2 separate regions of the Capra hircus genome follow, and region 1 is linked to region 2. The links are chromatin contacts, called in public Hi-C maps. All regions are on one chromosome and are shown on one strand. The core of a region is the stretch at or near the end of the contact, and the rest is flanking DNA. Distances in the headings are between cores, read along the strand shown. Region 1 holds the start of SSR3 (translocon-associated protein subunit gamma). Region 2 holds the start of TIPARP (TCDD-inducible poly [ADP-ribose] polymerase).

What was found. Hi-C and Micro-C count contacts between places; a contact is called where the count stands out from the background.
Region 1: a contact with region 2 is called in a Hi-C map of blood, with 2.4 times the contacts expected there. The contact joins the promoter of SSR3 here to the promoter of TIPARP in region 2. A contact is called at or near these places in 2 of 5 Hi-C or Micro-C datasets (blood and liver).

The regions. Positions count from the first base shown.
Region 1 is chr1:110,640,554-110,643,265 of ARS1.2, reverse strand. It overlaps SSR3 (translocon-associated protein subunit gamma), which reads right to left and starts at 1,369. Exons shown (of 5, transcript XM_005675406.3): 1 at 1,018-1,369. The coding sequence starts at 1,150.
Region 2 is chr1:110,510,986-110,513,685 of ARS1.2, reverse strand. It overlaps TIPARP (TCDD-inducible poly [ADP-ribose] polymerase), which reads left to right and starts at 1,366. Exons shown (of 6, transcript XM_005675405.3): 1 at 1,366-1,601.

The DNA of each region.
Region 1 (2,712 bases), core at 120-2,619, 130 kb before region 2:
TAAGTCTCAAGTGTTTCTAGTTCAGAATACTTGAAAACCGTAATCTTCCTATAACTAGTCCATGATGAGATTTCTGCTGCTTCTAGAATGAGAACTCTAGCTCAACAAAACCACGATTCAGACTTCAAATTTCATTCTTCAGGGTACTACCACACTAACTACAAGTCATTCCGAGACTCCACGTGTAGTCCCAAACCAGAGTTCACACGCTGACGTGGCTGTTCTCTGAAATCAAGGCAATGCCCAGTGCGGTCAGTGAACCATGTTAATTGCACGCTAGGTTTTATAAAGTCAGGAGAGAAAATATATCTGGATTTGCCCAACAACAGTGCGAAAATGTAGGGGAGAGGAAATTGATATTTGGAATCCCTAAACTCTAAAAACCACCTTGGCCAAGGCTGTAAAGTTTTTCCATTCAAGTAAGAATTCTAGAATTGCTCTAACAGAATTATTAAAAAGTTTAAACACAGTAGAGCTTGGGGCCTTGGCACTGGTTCAACTTCTTTCGGAAAATAATGTTCTGTGTGAACCGGTTCTAAAGCTACATTTACAGTTCGGTGCGAGTGTTAATGTCTCTAAACTAATTCATGAGTTTCTCCAAAGCAAGTAAAAAGTTTAAGATCCCATAACAGCAAACGATAGTTATACCGGGCGAGGGGGCTGGGGGAGAACAGGCGATATGCCTGTTAGCATCACAAGATCTTAACCCGGGTGTTGGTTGAAATACAGATTTGAGGCCGCCATCCCAGAACCAGTAACTCACAATCCGCAGACCTGAGGCCCGGGAATGAGCTAGCCTACTTTTCCAACGTGCTATAATGACTTTCCTGGGATGCCACCCACCACGACCCCGGACAGATCACGGAGGCCCACAGAGGCTGCGTGCAGCCCCCGAGTCCAGGGGGAGCTGGGGGACAGCACACGCTCCGGCGCACGCCTCGCCCTCTGCACGGCCTTGCCACGTCCCCGCCCAGCCCAGCCCAGCCCAGCCCAGCCCGTCTCGCTCCAAGCGCTCACATATGGGGATGGCGGACACGATGAAGGCGTTCCCGAAGAAAAGCGCCGAGGACTTGGCCGAGAGGTTGCGGCTGAAATCCTGCAGGAGCAGGTCCTCCTCGGACTGCTGCTTGGGCCCGCCTTTGGGAGCCATGGTGGAATCGGAGCCGCAGGACGGGCACGGAACCGGGCGCAGAGCGCGGAAAAAGCCGCGGTCACCGCCTCTACAGCCACCGTATCCGCTAACAACCAGTCAGCGCAGCGCGAGGAGGCGGGACCCGGCCTGGGCTTGGAACAAACATCTGCAGGATTGGCCAGTCTGGCGCCACTTTGTAGGTTTCTCCGGCGTGATTAGACAAGCGGGCCAGACTTCCGGATTCCTAGCCGGTCACGTGATTCGTCACTTTCTAGGAGGAAGCCGGGACTTGTAGTTTAGTGGACGCTAGTAACAAAACTTTATTAACATTCTATTTCAAAGATGCTAATAGACTCCTGCTTTCCAAGCCCTGGAAATTCCAAAACATGAAGCTCTTCGTCTTATGGTCATTCATTCTTGGAACGTATGGTTTAACTGGCTCTGTGGGTACCCAGAAGCAGAAGCTATTAAGAGATAACAAGAATACACAGAACTATACAAAAGAGCTCTTAATGACCCAGATAACCATGATGGTGTGATCACTCACCTAGAGCCAGACATGCTGGAGTGTGAAGTCAAGTGGGCCTTAGGAAGCATGACTGCCAACAAAGCTAGTGGAGGTGATGGAAGTCCAGCTGAGCTATTTCAAAGCCTAAAAGATGATGCTGTTAAATAAAGTGCTGCACTGGAAATGCCAGGAAATTTGGAAAACTCCGCTGTGGCCACATAATTGGAAAAGGTCAGTTTTCATTCCAATCCCAAAGAAAAGACAATGCCAAAGAATGTTCAAACTACTGTAAGATTGCGCTTATTTCACATGCCAGCAAAGTAATGCTCAAAATTCTCCAAGCTAGATTTAAACAGTACCTGAATGGAGAACTTCCAGATTTTTCGAGTGGGATTTAGAAAAGGTAGAGGAACCAGAGATCAAATTGCCAACATCCATTGGCTCATAGAAAAAGCAAGAAAATTTCAGAAAAACATCAACTACTTCGTTGACTCTACTAAAGCCTTTGACTGTGTTCCGTTCAGTTCCGTCATTTATCATGTCCCACTCTTTGTGACCCCAGGGACTGCAGTACGCCAGGCTTCCCTGTCCATCACCAACTCCTGGAGCTTACTCAACTCATGTCCATTGAGTCGGTGATGCCATCCAACCATCTCATCCTCTGTTATCCGCTTCTCCTCCCACCTTCAATCTTTCCCAGCATCAGGGTATTTTCCAATGAGTCTGCTCTTCTATTCAGGTGGCCAAAATATTGGAGTTTCAGCTTCAGCATCAGTCCTTCCAATGAATATTCAGGACTGATTTCCTTCAGAATGGAATGGTTGGATCTCCTTCCTGTCCAAGGGACTCTCAAGAGTCTTCTCCAACACCACAGTTCAAAAGCATCAATTCTTTGATGCTCAGCTTTCTTTATAGTCCAAGTCTCACATCCATACATGACTACTGGAAAAACCAAAGCTTTGACTAGATGGACCTTTGTTGGAAATGTAATGTCTCTGCTTTTTAATATGCTGTTTATGTTGGTCTTAGCTTTTCTTCCAAGGAGCAAGGGTCTTTTAATTTCATGGCTGTG
Region 2 (2,700 bases), core at 117-2,616:
GAACCATAGTATTTATTATTATCCCTTCTTATTTTTTAACAAGCTTGATAAAGTTATATTAATACTGACTTTTTCAGCCCATAATGCCTCCAAGCTATGGAATTAAGTCACTTTAGATTTCAGGTCACAGGAGAGCAACTCTTTGGGAGCTGTGTTCTTTTTCTACCAGCTGATGGGGATACGGTCGTGATTAATTTTCCTTGATTTTGACCCGGGCCTACTTTCTCCATAGTGAAGTGAAAGTCGCTCAGTCGTGTCCAACTCTTTGTGATCGCATGAACTATACAGTCCATGGAATTCTCCAGGCCAGAATACTGGAGTGGGTAGCCTTTCCCTTCTCCAGGTGATCTTCCCAAGCCAGGGATCGAACCCAGGTCTCCTGCATTGTAGGCGGATTCTTTACCAGCTGAGCCACAAGGGAAGCCCCACTTTTTCCATATATAGTGATTATATGAATAGTGCTTCTTCCTCCACCGCTGAAGAAATATTCAATAGATTGATTCACCATCCAGGATGTTTTACAATCCAGAAAATATAGCAAATTTGGGATATACGGCAAATATTTTAGAGGCGAGTACATGGTGCTACAAAAGCTCCATGAGGACAGGGAAGGTGTCTGGGCTGATCAGAACTGCTGTAGTCTAAACCTCCACTTAGCCCTCAGCACGCAATCCGCACTCGAAAAACTATTTGTTGAATGAAAAGACAAGTCATCATGGTGTCTGTATCCTTTAAAACACACATAAACGTGCTTATACCTCAACACCCCAAAACTAAGTTTCCCTTCTGCAATGCTGCGAATGTTTCCCGTGAAACAGGAATGCCTGCAACCAGGTCTGGCAAGCGCTCGCCCCGGTGCGGTGCGCGCCCGCCCGTCCGGAACGGGGCGGGCGACCCCGTCTGGCCGCAGCAGCCATAGCAGCCGATCACCTCCTCTCGGGGTCGGCGGCTTCAGCGGCAGGAGGCCTCTGGTGAGGAGGCAAATAAACAAAGCCAACCGCACAAAAACGGGTTGTTCTGTTTCACATCCTCCCTCGGGTTTCCTCCGAACAAAGTGACCCTCCATCTGTCCGCAGGCAGGTGGAGCTCGCCCCTCCCACGCCGCGCGCACCTCCCCTCCTCACAGCTGCTCAACCCTAGACGCGTGTAGACGCGGACCCTCCACGACACAGCAGGCGGCCAAAGGACACGCCTCCTCCAGGGAGCACGCGGCCCCGCACGCACACCTCTCGCGCGCCTCCTCGCGAGTGAGCGCGCACGCGCACGTGGGGCGGGCCGCCTTCCCGGCACCCACTGAGCTCCCAGTCCCCTCACCCCACCCCACCCCCCTGCTCCTCAGGCTCCGCCTCCGCGACAGGGCTGCTGAGAGGAGGCGACCGGAAGCCACTTTAAAGCAGAGCTCGAGGTGACAGGCGAGCGAGCTGGTTCGGGAGTGCAGTCGCGGCAGAATGGCCCGAGTGCCGCTCGCCGCTTCTCCAGCCTATGACCCCTAGACGCCGGAGCCCACCCTCCGCGCCCACCCTCTGGCGCGAACGCTGCCTGCGAACCGGCGTCGCCCGGCTCAGCTCCTGTGGTCCGTTCTCTCAGACAGCCCGTTTCAGGTAAAGGACTCGGTTCTGAGGCGCCGGTGAGGGACCCTCGCTGGGATGGTGGTCGCGGAAGGGGGTGCCGGCCTTGCTGCCTGCATTCACAGATCTGGGGTGATTGGTGTTTAGACTACCTTTTTGTACCGAATTCACTTGGATCCAGTCAATATCAGGGTGGCATTGATTTACACTTTTAGTCACTTCGGGTCTCTGGCAGGTGTATAAATTGGAGTGAGACACTGGGTTTAGTCGAGGGCGCCGGCGGCTTCCCATTTCCACTGTGTAAGAGAGGCTTGGGGGCGCGTCTATGCGGTCGCCCCTGCCGGGCAGACCCCTGGCGTTCTGAGGCGCACATCGCGGGGGAGAGCACGGCTGCTGAGGGGAGCCTTCCGGCAGACCCGCGTTACGGCTGCAGCCCAGAAGTTTGCAAGCTGTTTTCAGATTAACTTTAAAGTCCTCGCCTTCCTCCCCGCCAGCCCGAGAAACGCCCTCTGCGTTTCCTCCGCTCTGCTCAGGTCGGTCCTCCGAGTCCTCGAGCCTCGCAGGACAATCTTTTCGGGAAGGTCGGTCGAGGAAAGAAAGAAATTGAGGCGCCGCGAGTGGCTTCTGGAAGGGGGAGGGCAGCCGGGGCGGGGGGTCGCTGGGTGGGTGGGAGGAGGCCGGCCCGGGGGTATAGGAGCAGGAGGGGGTGGGCTACTCGGGAACACCAGGGATCTGGCCGCGAATCGGCTGCGCCGGGCAGAGTTCGTGCAGTCCCGGGCGCCGAGCTGCGCAAACCGCCGCGGCCGGCAGGAGGCGTCCCTCGGACCCCCGGCCGAGATCCGAGCGGCGTTCTACGCCCAGACGGAGTCCTGAGTTGGGAGCGGGGCAGTTTCCCCGACGGCGGTGGGGTGCAGAGTGCCTGAGAACTGGGGCATCACCCGGGGGCATCGTGAGGTGAATGGTGAAGCTGTAGGTCGCTGGCGGAGGGACTAGAGGAAGTGTCCTTCCAATCTTTTTTTTTTCTGTTATGCAAACTAATTGAGGAACTAGGTTCTAGTGACTTCCTCACTCCAGCCACTCCTCCAGTTCTCTGCCTCTTTCTCGGTTTTATTTCTGAGTTTGACAGAGGACA